Linked DNA regions of Mus musculus: region 2 is linked to region 1. A link is a contact called in public Hi-C data. All regions are on one chromosome and are shown on one strand. Each heading gives the region's core, a stretch centred on a gene start, on an enhancer-like site or on the middle of the called end of the contact. The rest is flanking DNA. Distances are from core to core; before and after follow the strand shown. Region 1 overlaps Itsn1 (intersectin 1 (SH3 domain protein 1A)). Region 2 overlaps Itsn1 (intersectin 1 (SH3 domain protein 1A)).

What was found. A called contact is a pair of places that touch in the nucleus more often than the background predicts.
Region 2: a contact with region 1 is called in a Hi-C map of CD8 T cells, with 1.9 times the contacts expected there. The contact joins two enhancer-like sites. A contact is called at or near these places in 7 of 484 Hi-C or Micro-C datasets (CD8 T cells, bone marrow-derived macrophages, cerebellum and 3 more), 6 of 115 datasets of contacts at active chromatin or transcription factors (embryonic fibroblasts, embryonic stem cells, heart atrium and 2 more) and 3 of 9 other capture datasets (adipose tissue, liver and pancreatic islet).

Annotation. Positions count from the first base shown.
Region 1 is chr16:91,820,932-91,828,648 of GRCm38.p6, reverse strand. It overlaps Itsn1 (intersectin 1 (SH3 domain protein 1A)), which reads right to left. Exons shown (of 39, transcript NM_010587.2): 15 at 701-788; 16 at 316-455. Among named protein-coding and RNA genes, the nearest start is that of Gm52262, 79 kb to the left of the region's middle. Within about 2 kb of position 2,693, at least 99 of the 459 cell types and tissues checked have an H3K27ac peak or open chromatin away from gene starts, as enhancers often do. A contact at or near this core is called in CD8 T cells and memory CD8 T cells, where this site is marked.
Region 2 is chr16:91,749,553-91,757,458 of GRCm38.p6, reverse strand. The region is part of intron 1 of Itsn1 (intersectin 1 (SH3 domain protein 1A)); the gene reads right to left. Among named protein-coding and RNA genes, the nearest start is that of Itsn1, 24 kb to the right of the region's middle. Within about 2 kb of position 2,713, at least 19 of the 459 cell types and tissues checked have an H3K27ac peak or open chromatin away from gene starts, as enhancers often do. A contact at or near this core is called in CD8 T cells and memory CD8 T cells, where this site is marked.

The DNA.
Region 1 (7,717 bases), core at 1,444-3,943:
CAGACGATCACTGGAGTGGCAGGGAAATTTCAGTTAAAACAGAAAAGCACCTGGGTAACCCTCAGTGAACACAGAGAAGAGAGCACGTTGGGCCTGGCTTTGGATGTGACATGTTTATAAATAGGCAAAAAAAAGAAAGGTGTGAAAGGTGGGCAGGGGCAGGGGCAGGGCCCTAACACAGGCTACCTTACAGACCTCAGAGAAAGCAAGCACAACTGGAGGGGCAGCGGGCACCACGACAGCCTTCACACAGAGGCCCTGAACCACTGCTCACAAGCCAAGCAAAGGGGAGGCGGCCCAGCACCCAGGAGTCACCTTCAGCTGGTTGTTGAAAACATCAATCTCCTGCAGCTTTGACCTGGTCTCTCTCTCCACCTCGTCCAGCTGCTCCCGGAGCTGCTGCCGGGCCAGCTCCTTTGCTTCCAAGGCTCTTTTGAGGGTAAGAAGCGAGTCTCCTATTTCAGAAGAGGACACAAGTTAGGAGAACTTTAGCTAACAGTGTGGAACATGGTCAACTTTCATGTTTATGAAGGGAATTCTTGCTGATAAGGGGGGTGGGGAGGGAGGGACGGAGGGAGGGAGGGAGGAGGGGAGCACTACTCAGGGATAAAACAAATGCCTGAACAAAAGTCACCTCTTCCAGCATTCGGGATGTGTACCAACAGAACAAACAAAACATGCAAATCAATAAGACACCTACTATGCAAACTGTTCTGCTGGACTTGTTTTAACTGGTCACTGAGTATCTGTTTCTCTGGAATAAGTCTTCCAAGCATTTGCTGAGATTCCTAGGGGAGAGGGAAGGAAACAGCAGGTGAGTGAGTGACCCTGAGATCCCAGGGTCCTTCCCTGTCACTTCCCACCTCACCTGCATCTTTTGCACATTGCCCCGCCACGCCTTTGGTTCTGCTTACGAGGGTGGGTGTGACATACATGAAATGAAAGAAACTCCCACTCTCTTAACTGCAGAGATGCAGCACAAAGGCCACAAGCTGGCTGCAGGTTAGCATGGTGGGGTCAGGTGGGGGTCAGCCTCAGCTGGCTCTGCTCTGCATGTGGCACTCACTAGCTTCAACCGAGGCTGACTGCATGCCTAACGTTAGACACACAACTCAGAAGGACATTTGTCACATCTAGAATCCTAAATGCTACTCATGTTTTGCCATCACAAAGGAATTTTAAACTTAAGAGTCCTGAATTACCCTCTTTTTCTGTCCTCCCCCCTTTTTAATTTAGCACAGAAAAAAGTTGAAACCAAACTACATAAGGGAGACTATTTGGAATTTCTGTGGTAATGTGCCAAGCACAGTATTTGTTGACTTTCAGCTGTAATGATCTGGTAGTCACTTTAGTAAACTGGCAGCCTTGCTGGCTTACTTGACATTTATTTTTACCTTAGTGGGGAAAAATGACTCTTGTGAGAAAATAAAATGCCTTAAGAATTTCCTGTAGAGGCCCAGATCCAGTCTCTCTGGCACCCACTTGTAGACACACATTGGCATTTGCAGAATGAACTGTGCTAGGCCTGCACGGTAGGAGGTTAACTCAATAGAGGGATTCAGGGACCTCTTAGGCCTCTGAGTGACCCACAGCAGACTTTCACAAAACAAAACACACAGCAGACCTTTGTCCTGGAAAGCAAAGCCTACTCAGTGCTTTCAAGCCCCATCAGGAGGAACCTGCGCCATTTTCCACCCACTGAGATGTCCCCCATGGAAAGGGCTCTTTAAAAAGCATAGCCCAGGCTGGGCATGACTCAGAGGTTAAGAGCAGGGCTGTTTTCACAAAGGACCAGCAAAGGATTCAGCACTCCTCCATAGCCATGCATTCATGGGCACAGATCCACATACAGACACAGAGAGTTACAAACACACAGACACACACAAACACAGAGACTTACAAACGCACAGACACACACCCAGACACAGATACAGAGACAAACAAACACACAGACACAAATCTAGACACACAGAGATACAGAGACACACAGACACACAGAAGAAGTAAAGTAAATCTTTAAAAAAACTTTAGCTTCAAGTTTCTCCAATAGGTCACGTCAATACCAAATGTGCCGGGACTGACTACAAAGGCAGAGCGCCAATGCACAGGAGGAGCAACAGCAGCCAGCCTCACTGTCTGTGTGCTTCTCTTCCTCAGAGCATAGCTGCGGTCACCTCACCAGTAATCCAGGACCTGCACCTACCAATGACGAACACTCTTGTGTTTGGTACCAAATGTGTTCAGTCATAAAACACTCAGTCACAATAATGGCATACTGAGCACACGATCTTTACTCTCAATCTCTTTGGGTATTATTTGCCCAGATTTCTGAGTAACAATTCTAAAAGCTACAAGGGCCCACCACTAGGCAGAGGCAAGTGGATCTCTTTGAGTTCAAGGCCAACCAGAGCTAGAGTGAGACTCCAAACAAACAAACAAACAAACAAATAAAATAAAAGGAGCTACAATACAGAAGAACATACTTCAAAAAAAGTAAACATAGTTTTTAACACTTGAAAACGACTTCTGGCCATGAACTTCTCATCCTGGTTACTTTCCGTGATCACAGCCTCAATCTCAAACCGATGCTACTTTCAAGTACAGGAAACCACAACAGACAGACGGGAAGGGAACCTCTTCTGAGGGAGGATGCGCCTCTCTGGGTGACCGCAGTGGTCACAGGGGGAGGAGTCTAACTCAGGAGTGTGTTTGCCTAGAGTGCAGGCAGAAGGAAGGCCTGTGTGTGGCCCCAGCACAGCCACCGCTGCAGAACGCACAGATCTGTAAGGAAGCTGGAACTCTACCATGAATCAGCTTGCTCTAACTGGCTAATTGGACACGCTAAGGTGAAAAAGAGTGCATATGTTTTTCAGGTGTATATGGGAATATTCACTAAGCTTATACTTGATCCAAAGTCTCAATCTATTTATAAGGACTAAATTCACACAAAATATTTTTCAGATAACATAAGTAAACAAGAAACAAATAAGTACTTAAAAATTAAACAATATAAGTCTTCTTAGAAATCAAAGAAATGACAAAAGTCAATAAATGAAAACATAATGTCAGGCTGGTGAGATGGCTCAGCAGGTAAGAGCATTGACTGCTCTTCTGAAGGTCCTGAGTTCTAATCCCAGCAACCACATGGTGGCTCACAACCACCCATAATGAAATCTGATAACCTCTTCTGGTGTGTCTGAAGATAGCTACAGTGTACTTATGAATAATAATAAATAAATCTTAAAAAAAAAAGAAAACATAATGTCTAAAATCTAATGGAATGTAGCTATGGCTGTGGCAATGATATTTATAACTCAAAATATTTAAATCAGAAACAAATTAAGGCCTAAATTAAATTATCTAAGCCTTCTGCTAATAAATTGTGAAAAATAAAATTAAACTCTAAATAAGTAAATGGAAACAAAAACAATAAAGAAAAGTACTTAAGCTGATGGAATATAACAAAAACACATCACAGAGAAAAATCAATATAGACAAGAGCTTGTTTGAAAAATATTAATAAAGCCAGAGATGGTGGCACACACACACCTTTAGTCCCAGCACTCTGGAGGCAGGGCAGGCAGATCTCGAGTTTGAGGCCAGCCTGAGCTATAGAGCCAGTACCTGGAACAGCCAAAGATCCAGAGTGAAACTCTGTCTAGAACCAAACCAAACCAAACCAAAAGAAGAAAGGGAGGGAGGGAGGGAAGAAAACAATAAGACCAATAAACTTCCTGATTGGTGGATGGATGGAGGAAGGCACAAGCAGGGAGGCAGGAAGGAGAGCAGGGAGGCAGGAGGAGGGAGAGAGCAGGGAGGCAGGAGGAGGGAGAGAGCAGGGAAGCAGGAGGAGGGAGAGAGCAGGGAGGCAGGAGGAGGGAGAGCAGGGAGGCAGGAGGAGGGAGAGAGCAGGGAGGCTGGGGAGGGAGAGCAGGGAGGCAGGAGGAGGGAGAGCAGGGAGGCAGGAGGAGGGAGAGAGCAGGGAGGCAGGAAGGAGAGCAGGGAGGCAGGAGGAGGGAGAGCAGGGAGGCAGGAGGAGGGAGAGCAGGGAGGCAGGAGGAGGGAGAGAAGGGAGGCAGGAGGAGGGAGAGAGCAGGGAGGCAGGAGGAGGGAGAGCAGGGAGGCAGGAGGAGGGAGAGAGCAGGGAGGCAGGAGGAGGGAGAGCAGGGAGGCAGGAGGAGGGAGAGAGCAGGGAGGCAGGAGGAGGGAGAGCAGGGAGGCAGGAGGAGGGAGAGCAGGGAGGAGCTGAGCCAGTGGAAGAGAGTACGAGGCAATGGTAGCCACAAAGAAAGAAGACAGACACAACACTACAGATGTTACAGACTGACAACTCTATGAATATATTTTGATCATTTAGATGATTGAGCAAACTAATTAAATATACATTATTGAGAAGGCTCAAGAAGAAACTGGAAGTTTTTTCCCTTTTCTTGGTTTCCAAGCAGGGTTTCTCTGTGTAGCCCTGGTTGTCCAGGACCTTGCTCTGTAGACCAGGCTGGCCTCCAACCTGCCTCTGCCTCTCTAGTGCTGAGATTAAAGGACTGTGCCATTGCCCAGCTTGAATGGGTTTTCAATTAACAAGTCCTGCAACAAAGAAAGCCCAGAGCCTTCACTACTAATTGTCACCAAATGTTTCAACATCAACATTTCTAGGATGTAGGAAGAAGAAAATTCAGTACCAATTTATGTTCTGAGGCCTGTATTAACCTGATACCAAAACTATATGAGGGCATTCACAAGAAAATGGCCAATCAATTTCCATGAATGTGCATGATAAACCCCTGATAAAACAATAGCAAATAGAACCTAAGAAAATGTTTATAAATTATACACTGTGACTAAGTGTGCTTGGTCAGGAATGGACCCCTATTCAAATGTTCAAAATTCAATCACTATGAATTACCCTATTGACAAAATAGAGGGAAGAAACCTCTGTCACCTCAATAGATGTCAAACAAAACAAGGGCCCAACTAGCCACCTATCCATGACTAAAGCCCAAGATGAGCCCTTACATTTTATATAACATATATACAGAAAGAATATATATATATATATACACACATATATAAAATATACATATCATATGTATATAACAATATATATACTAGAGATCCTGTTCAATGTAGTAAGATTGAAAACAAAAGAAGAAAGGAAAGCACACACCAAAAAGGAAGATATCCCGGCTAGAGAAGGAAGACCTTAAAGATTACATGGGTACTCAAAGGCCCTGCTGCAATGTGAAGTAACCCAAGACGAGGTCATATAATCTGATAGTGTTAAAATGACTCGTCTTGTCAGACTAAGCTATCAATGCAATGAAATTTCAACATAAGTGTGTGTGTGTGTATGTGTGTGCTTAATTTTAAAACAAATCCCGAGAAGCTATTCCTACATTTGGAAATGTAAAGGATTGCGTAAGATAACGTTCAATTAACTTTCAGCAGCTACCAAGGAACTTCAAGGGGAGTTTTCAGACAATGGTGCCAAGCGTCTGTCTACATGGAAAGATCAGTCTCAACCCTCATCTTCACCTGCAAGGACTGTCAACTCGAAGTGGATTCGGACCCAAGCACAATGACAGCTCAAAGGCAGCACAGAGGATACACTTATCTCATAATTTCTTAGAACCAAAGGACAATTAGCAGACTGGACCTTATCAAACATAAAACATCTGCCCTTAGAAAAACATCACAAAATGATTAGGCAAGTGGGCCTGCAGGCGCACACTTGTGAACCAGCACTTGGAGAGCAGAGGCCCCGGGCACAAAGCAGGCCTGGCCTACAGAGTTTCAGACCAGCCAGGGATACAGGGCAAGATCCTGGCAAGATCCTATCTCAAACACCAACCAACCAAAACAGCACAAGCGAAGAGCGAAAGTGAAATCTGGGGCTGAAAATGCCATACATCAGTGAAACAAGTCATCTGGCTTGCTGATAGGAAAACCTGTAAGGAACTCAACATTCTTCAACCCAATCAAAATGGACCAAAGGTCTGCTCAAACCCTTCAACAAAACACACGGAAAACGGCAAACCAAAGCCACAGTGCTACGTCCCCACCCGAAGGGGTAAAGCTCAAAGGATCAGATGCTGGTGACACCACTCACCTAGAGAGTAAATGTGCAAACACCACCGAAGGTTGCTCACCAAACTTAGGAGTAGCAATTCACAGTGAAAAGTTTGCCCAAGGGCAACAAAACATTTCCAAACGAGACCTGCACACAAATTCTCCCAAACTGGAGCCAGCAGAATGGCTCAGCTGGTGAAGCCTCACCCAGTTGATGACCTGAACTCACATGGTAGGAGAGAAAACAACACCCTCGAGTTCACCTTTACATGCATGTTCCCTACATAAAAAGTAAAAATGTAGGAAAATGTTTTTAACTCCAAAACTGGGTAAATGGTGGAATGCTACCCTGGAGAGAGAAAGGAACCTACTCACTCAGCATGAATAAACCCTTTAGCCAACATGCCGAGAGGACGGGTCTGACACGGACAGACCACGGACAGTGCCAGCATCTAACAGGAAGGCAGCAAGATGAAGGCAGAGATGCTCCAGTGCTCCCCTGTACCCACCTAGTCAGCTAGCCCGCACTCTCACACACCTACAGAAACACTTGATCCACGAACTTACTGAAATTATCAAAGTAAGGCCAGCATCCCACTGAGGAACATCATGTCCCTTGAGACCTGGTTCCTACCTGCTTCAGCCAGTAGTCTTGGTTCTTGGTGCTATAACTTGCCTCCCATAGCCTGGGACACCCTTGGACAGTCACTGCTCTTCCCTTGTCTTGAGCTCGCTCCCCAGATATCCCCAGAGCTCGGCCCATGATTACTTTCAGATCTCCGCTCAAATGTTACCAAGATCACTCCGCCTGTCACCACCCAGCCTCTATGGCACTTTCCATATCCTACTGGTGCCAAGTTGATTCCTGATCTGAAACCCTGCCATCTAACAAGATCATCTGAAATGCTTTGAAGATTGACATGAAGCCTGAAGTGGGGAATTCAGCACCTGACCAGCTAATCACTGTGATGGTTTGCATATGCTTGGCCCAGGAAGTGGCACGATTAGAAGGTGTGGCCTTGCTGGAGGAAGTGTGTCACTGTGGGAGTGGGCTTGGAGACCCTTCTCCTAGCTGCCTGAGGAGGAGAAGTATGTTTCTGGCTTGCTTCCTTCCTTCAGCTGAAGATGTAGAACTCTCAGCCCCTCCTGCACCATGCCTGCCTGGATGCTGCCCTGCTCCCACCTTGATGATAATGGACTGAATTAATGATAATGATAATTAACTTAATGATAATGGCCAGCCCAATTATATGTTGTTCTTTATAAGACTTGCCTTGGTTGTGGTGTCTGTTCACAAAAGTAAGATCCTAACTAAGACAATTACAGTGCAGATGCATTAAAAATATCACAAAATTATTTTCAGGCCATTCATGTAAGACATAATTTCATGTTTAGAGTGGGCTCCTTTCCCTAAGACATTCATTATGTTTATAAATATTCTAAGTAAAAAACAAAACAACAAAAACCCCTGAAATTCTAACGTTCTGGCCCACCCCTTCTGTGCTTAGGTGGAGAGTGACTGGCCTGCCGAGAGCAGCTCCCAAAAGGCAGCCTCTAGTCTCAGTGGTTCTCCTGCAGCCTCAGGCCCACAGGGACCTTGCCCACAGCAGTGTTAGGAGACAGTTGTGGGTTTACTTGAAAGGCCCCTTTC
Region 2 (7,906 bases), core at 1,464-3,963, 71 kb after region 1:
ACATATGCACATACACATACAAAATTTAAAATCAGTAAGTAATTTTAAAAGGTATAACTAGTGAAGTTCTTCCGCACAGTACTAGAAAAAGCAGGCTAAGGGCCACCAAGCCACACCTCTCGTTGACTACCCTTCAAAAATCCTTTCAGAATGTCAGTACCTCCAAATGCAACTACAAGCAGACAGTGTTATGAAAAACATCTGCTATCAGTACATTCCTACAGAATTAAATTCTTGTCTGTGGGGCACGTGTGCGATCATATGATTTGCCTCTAGCTCAGGAAGTATGCGGAGAAAGGCAAAAAAAGCATGGAGAGCCAATGAGAGGCCATGCCATCCTGTGCTCTGGAGTGGTATCCACAGAAGGCCCTGGCACAAGAAATAAGCTCATGTTGAAAGCTGGCAATTTGAGGGTGGGTGCTGCAAGACTGCTTAGCAACCGCCGAATCAAAACAACGTAGAAAAGATAGAAGCTGACTCTGAAGTCCCCAGGTAATGGGCTTACACTCCGGTCTCCAAAGCCTGGGAAGGTCCCTTTGCTGAACTCTGGGCATGTGGAAGCTCAAGCAGGCCAGTAGCATGATGGGACCTCAGAACAAACCCTGGACTCATGGCCCCAAGGGGAACACTGAGAGCAGTGCAGAGGAGCGCTGCCCAGAGTGCGACAGTCTCATCTACCTTCCCATGGTGGGGACAAAAGTCCACAAAAGCAACCTTAGGAAGGAAGGGTTTATGCCAAATTAGGTTCGAGGTGTACAACTGAGATGAATTTCACATAAACAATAACCAAAAATTAAAATTGAAATTGACTTGGGACTCATGCCAGACTCCACTACAGCTCAGCGGCGGCAGTCTTGTGTGCCAGTAAAAGAGGTAGGTAGCACTGAGTCATGGTGTAGACAGCTTACTAAAGAACAAAGCAACAACACAATGTGAAAACACATGCATGCAGCCTAGGGCAGCATGGTTAGGCACACAAAGAACAAACCAGTCATATATCTACATTATATAGGTACACAGATGTGCTGCCTTGGAATTCAGGAAGCACTTAAAAATAGTAAAAATAACATGGTATAATCTCATAAGCTTCCTAATTATAGGATAAAACTCTAGACTGCAATTCAGAAATAAAGAAAGCATAATCTTGGTGTATTAGTCAGGGTTCTCTAGAGTCACAGAATTTATGGAATATCTCTACATTGAGGGAATTTACTGTGATAACTTACAGTCTGTAGTCCAACTAACCCAACAGTGGTCAGCTGTGAATGGAAATCCAAGAATCTAGTAGTTGCTCAGTCCCACAAGGCTGGTTGTTTCAGCTGGCCGTCTTCTATAGAAGTAGATTCCAACAGATGTGCTAGCAAGCAAGTGAAGAGAGAGCCTTTCTTCTTCCAAAGCCCTTACGCAGGCCTCCAGCAGAAGGTGTGGCCCAGATTAAAGGTGTGTACCACCATACCTAGATCTGGGATTTGCTTTGTCCTAGAGGCTGGTTTGCCTTAGTCTCCTTGGATTAAAGGTGTGTACTACCTTGCCTGGGCCGAAGCTTTCATGGCAACCTGCTTCAATCTGGATCTTGAGAAAAAAGCATGTGCCATCCTATGTCAAGATCCGGGTCACAAACCTGTGTCTTGCAGCCCCAAGACCTGGACCACAGGTGTGCCCTCCATTTCTAGATTGTGGTTCATTCCACTTGTAGTCAAGTTGACAACCAAGAACAGTCATCACACTTGGGCAGAAAATATTTAAAATTATTCATGCTTGTCTGTTTGGGTTAGAAATTGCCACATGGGCTGGGCGTAGTGGCGCACGCCTTTAATCCCAGCATGCAGGAGGCAAAGGCAGGTGGATATCTGAGTTCGAGGCCAGTCTGGTCTACAGAGTACAGAGTGAGTTCCAGGACAGCCAGGGCTACACAGAGAAACCCTGTCTCGCAAAACCAAAAAAAAAAAAAAAAAAAAGAAATTGCCACATTATCAATGGACTTATGAAACAAAGTATTGACGGCACTCAAATTAAAAATGCTCTAGTGCTCTCTTTTATATTCTTAGATTAAGGCTTTGAGTGTAAATGAACTTCTGAACTCTGTCAACCAAGAAAAACGGTCTGAAAGCAGACCCCCCACTGATGCTCAAGATGGAGAAGCTGAGCCTGAAGGTGTAGTTCTGTGGTGGAAGGCTTGCCCAGCAAGTGCTGATTAAACCAGGAACAGGACCCAAAGGTAACCTGTGCTACTCTCACATAGTAAGAGAGGAGGTGCTGGCGAGGTACCAGGCTGATGCCAGGCTTCACAGACTGGCATCTACCGGAAGGAGTGGTAAACCACGTGATCATGTGACATACAGAGAACTAATGCAAAGAACAGATATGATAACAAGGTGGACGACTAGTCATTTCCACGATCTGAGAGGCCAGGAAAAGCAGAGAAGACGTTAGGAGTAGTTTCTGAGATGTTCTGGAGAAGTTTCAGCCAATGCAAAGACCCCAAGAAGCCAGCTCCAGAGACAAAGGCCATTTGGCTGACACAAGCAAAGTAGACAAGGGGCTGCAGAGAGAAGCCAGACAAACACAGACCTCAGTCTTTATTTGAGGTGTAACGAAAACCTCTAAGATGATTTAAGAAGGGAATGCCACCACCATTTACAGTGCAGAAGCTGCTCTATTGACAAGAGGAGCTGGGGGAATCCCCGAGGAGACCTCAGCAGATAGATGCTACTGTGGTGCCTAGGACCGATGTCTTAGAAAGATGAGCTTCAGCAGAAAGACTGCAAGACTGCTTACATGCATGGTAGCATTGACACAGTGTGAGAGGGAGGGAGAGAGAGAGAGAGACAGAGAGACAGAGAGACATTCAGAAAGAAGGGATAGCCATAAAGGCATGGCATGGTAGCTAGTCCATGCCTGCAGTCATAATATTCAGGAGCCTGAAGCAGGAGGATCTGGAGGTCAAGATGCTCTTCAGCTGCACACTGAGCTAGAGGCCAGCCTGGACTAGATAAAGTTTCCAAAAAACAAACCAAACAAACAAAACAATGGTCATAATGGTGCCAGTGGGCGATGGCAGCCCACTTCCTAGGGGGCACGGATTAGGGATTCACAAGTTCTGCCTGTGAATTAGGTTGTGTTTGGTCCCAAGAGCTGCAGTGACGTCCCTACACTTGCCCTCTCTCCGTCCTGTTTCTCCCCCATGGCTTTCTCAGGATTCCCAGCATCCCTTAGAGCTTACTTATTTCGACCTTCACCTGAACCTGCTGGTTTACAGAGCTTGATAAATTAAAGATAATGGAACACTGAAACATGTAAGCTATATTCACTCCTAATAAACTTACTTGCTTATACTAGCATAAATTAGAGATGGCTTAAAGATTTCATTGGGAGAAAAAACGAAGCTATTGGAGTGTAGTAAAAGAAAGTCCAGGTTAATAATATCTATAAAATCTTGGAGTGAGAATATTCTTGGTTCTTTTAGCACCAAGGCAAGAGTCATAAAAATGGAAAATAATGGTGTTATTAGGTGTGGGAATATAAATCCACTTACCACTGTATTTAAACAAGTAAGGGGGTTTTGTTGTTCTGAAATGGAGTCTCACTACATAGTGTAAGCTAATGTTAAACTTAAGTAAACCCACGTCGACCTCCTGCATTGGCCTCCCACACAGCTTGGGAAACAGGCACATGCCATCATAGTGAGTGATTCACGAATTTTAAAAAATAAAATTTTTTGAATATTTGAAGCATGTATCATAAGAATTAATATTTTTAAACATAAGAAGCTCATAAGTTTAAAAACAAAAAAGGTTAACTACCTAAAACGTGATAAGAGCAGAAATTCAAAAAATATGTAAGTAACACAGGAGTTGGGGGGAAGTTTCAAAATTACATGATATTAAAATATATTGCAAGAAAAAATGATGCTCTAATCCTCAAGAGTCAGGGCGCTGGATCTCAGTGGAGATATGGGATGAGACTCACTCGGAAATGGACTACGGGAGGGAAATGGCGCCGCCCATGCTGATGCCCTCACCACCTGCTTTTAATTTGCTGAGTTAGGAAAAACTTCATTTTCTAACATAACATACAGGGTGAAAATCACCCAAAATGTAACTGAAAAGTACTGCCAAGACATACAGTGTGTTTAGAGGAGCCACATCCTCTCGTGCAGAACACACTCAGGGTCCTTTCAACACTGCGCATACAGCCCTTCTTTCCCTCTAATCTAGCAGAGGCACAGAACTGTGAGGCTACACTGTCTCTAAATCTGACGTCTCCATGGCCAGGACCATCACTGTCTGTCTGCTCATACAGTATCACCATCAAAAGGAATTCCTTCTTTTCAGATTCCAAAGCCAACTCTTTACAGTTCTATTGCTGTTGGGGAAAACAAAGAGATTCTTCCCCTAAGCACAGTGTCCTCTTCATATTATTATGTCTAGTCTCTTCCACACCAGCCTAGGGGTTCTCAAAATCTGGTGCCCAGAGCAAAAGTACTAATGTTAATAGAGAACTTTCCAGAAGTGCAAACTCTTGGGTCCCATTATAGGTCCAGCGGATGGATCCTGCTGGTGTCTGAGAGCACCTGTTCAATCCACAGGCCTTGCTCCGGCCTTCCAAGTCCAGAAAGTTTCCCAACATGCAAATCACATTTTACAGTCTTTTCCCAAAATTCCAACAATAACACGGTAATTCATTCAAAGAGGCTGAGCCACAGAACCTTGAACAGCTGAAAAACTTCTGAAACAAGAACAAAAGCACAGAGAAGCAGCATCATACCTCAGTGGTGTCGGAGAGTTAGAGCCAGTGCGTCCTAGAGCCATGGCTTCAGGCCTTCAGCAGCTCCGGAGGCATCCCAACACATCTGGCTTCCTCAGACACTAGCTACAGAGCTATGTAATTACAGTCAAAGGCAGGGCTACACAACCAAACATTCAACCAACAAGATTCCTGACTAATGACAAGGTGCCGGCTGTATCTAGGGAGAAGTACAACAATCAGGTGTGAAAGACACTTCAGAAATAGTTCATTTTTCATAAGTGAGCCCACTTAGGGCTAGGTCTGCTGAGGTTTGCTGTGCTCACTCACATAGTTCTTTACACAGGGTGAGTTATCCTAGAACTAAAATACAGCCATGATAAACATGAAGCAAAGTGTATTTGCTGTCCAACACCAAAAATGCCAACCGCAAACGTGTCACATTTGTTTGCTAAAAAGCACTGGTGATGAGCAACTGAGATAGATGTGCATGCTTGCCTCAGTCTGCGGCCACTTGCAGACAGGAACAGGTGCATTAGTTAGTGCTGTGTGCACGGACCACACACCCGACAGAAGCATCTCTCCGTGAGAGTTTAGCTGTCGTGCAGGGGAAGCACGATGGTGGAAGCTCTCAGCATGGCAACAAGACCACCAAGTGGTGGGCGGGTCTTCACTTGTGGCAGACCAGCGTCCCGGAACTGGGGTGGCCAAATCTTCAGAGGCCCACCCTTCCTAGTGTATTAGAGTGAGATCCCCCACCTCCTAAGGGGCTCCAAGGTCTTCAAGCTAGTACCACAAACTCCCACCTAGGTATTAAATTAGGAGCCTGGGAACATTTCAGACTTAAATTCTGGCAAGGGAACAGACAGGGATCACCCTACAGCAGATACTGTTTCTCTAAAGCACGTGACAAGAGAATAATTAAGGCTTTGAATGGCCCGGCCACTTTTTCAAGGCCATTAAACTCCCTCCAAGTCCACACTCTATCCACACACTCCCATCTAGCACCACAGTTTTTCTTTTGTTTGTTCTACAGAATTAAAATATATGCTAAGCCTGGTGGCTAAGTCTGGTGGCGCACACCTTTGCCCCCAACACTTGGGAGACAGACAGATTCCAATCTCTGTGATTTCAAGGCCAGAGAAGGCTATATAGTAAAATCCTGTGCTCAAAAAAAAACCAAAAAAAACCAAAAAACCCATACATACATACATACATACATACACACACACATACACACACACACACACACGCATGGCGCCCGCAAGTAGGAACGATGCTTTTACAATGGCTTGGAGGTTAGGGGTTGGTATTTTCCCCCAGGCGGTGCTAGTAAATGAGCAGGGCCTTATATGTATAGAGAATAAATTCTCCAAAGTAAAATAGAATATTCATCTTCTCATATTTACTACACGTGCTCTTGCCTCTGTGTGTTAACAGCTTCTGAAATCCACTTTGCCATATTTCCTATACACAATAATACTTTTAAACTAACTACAGGTACCATGCTATACATCAGTCTGTATATTTACCTAAATGAGTTCACCCTTTATAAATGCCCATATTTAGATCTCTCCCACCCACAAATGTTTGGAAGAGCTACCTATTGCCCTCTGGACCTCCTGTATAACATAGATCACTGCACAAGATCACTGCAAGGCTTTGAGCTTTCCATACTCTACAGGGAAGTCAGGGTTGCCAATACAGTGCTGCTGTGAACCCAACACAGAGCTCAGGATAGACTGACTCGTGGGACCTGTCAGCACAGGAAAGCCTCTGCGAGGAAAGGTCCCTAACCCAAAGTGTTATTGTAGAGGGAAAGAACTCCAGTGCCTGTTTTAGATATTAATGGAGTGTTTCCTTCTTGAATAGCGCCTAGATTATTCCAGTACCATTCCATGGCACTGCACACACAGGGTAGAAGGATGAAGCTCTCTTGTCTACAGTTTCCCAGTTCACACATAGGGTAGAAGGATGAAGCTCTCTTGTCTACAGTTTCCCAGTTCACACATAGGGTAGAAGGATGAAGCTCTCTTGTCCAGTTTCCCAGTTCACACATAGGGTAGAAGGATGAAGCTCTCTTGTCCAGTTTCCCAGTTCACACATAGGGTAGAAGGATGAAGCTCTCTTGTCCAGTTTCCCAGTTCACACATAGGGTAGAAGGATGAAGCTCTCTTGTCTACAGTTTCCCAGTTCACACATAGGGTAGAAGGATAAAGCTCTCTTGTCCAGTTTCCCAGTTCACACATAGGGTAGAAGGATGAAGCTCTCTTGTCTACAGTTTCCCAGTTCACACATAGGGTAGAAGGATGAAGCTCTCTTGTCCAGTTTCCCAGTTCACACATAGGGTAGAAGGATGAAGCTCTCTTGTCCAGTTTCCCAGTTCACACATAGGGTAGAAGGATGAAGCTCTCTTGTCTACAGTTTCCCAGTTCACACATAGGGTAGAAGGATGAAGCTCTCTTGTCTACAGTTTCCCAGTTCACACATAGGGTAGAAGGATGAAGCTCTCTTGTCTACAGTTTCCCAGTTCACACATAGGGTAGAAGGATGAAGCTCTCTTGTCCAGTTTCCCAGTTCACACATAGGGTAGAGGGATGAAGCTCTTGTCTACAGTTTCCCAGTTCACACATAGGGTAGAGGGATAAAGCTCTCTTGTCTACAGTTTCCCAGTTCACACATAGGGTAGAAGGATGAAGCTCTCTTGTCCAGTTTCCCAGTTCACACATAGGGTAGAGGGATGAAGCTCTCTTGTCCAGTTTCCCAGTTCACACATAGGGTAGAGGGATGAAGCTCTTGTCTACAGTTTCCCAGTTCACACATAGGGTAGAGGGATGAAGCTCTCTTGTCCAGTTTCCCAGTTCACACATAGGGTAGAAGGATGAAGCTCTCTTGTCTACAGTTTCCCAGTTCACACATAGGGTAGAGGGATGAAGCTCTCTTGTCTACAGTTTCCCAGTTCACACATAGGGTAGAAGGATAAAGCTCTCTTGTCTACAGTTTCCCAGTTCACACATAGGGTAGAAGGATAAAGCTCTCTTGTCTACAGTTTCCCAGTTCACACATAGGGTAGAGGGATGAAGCTCTCGTCTACAGTTTCCAGTTCATGTATTTAAAACCTACATATGGTATTTTGATATCATAGAAATGAAGTATTCTG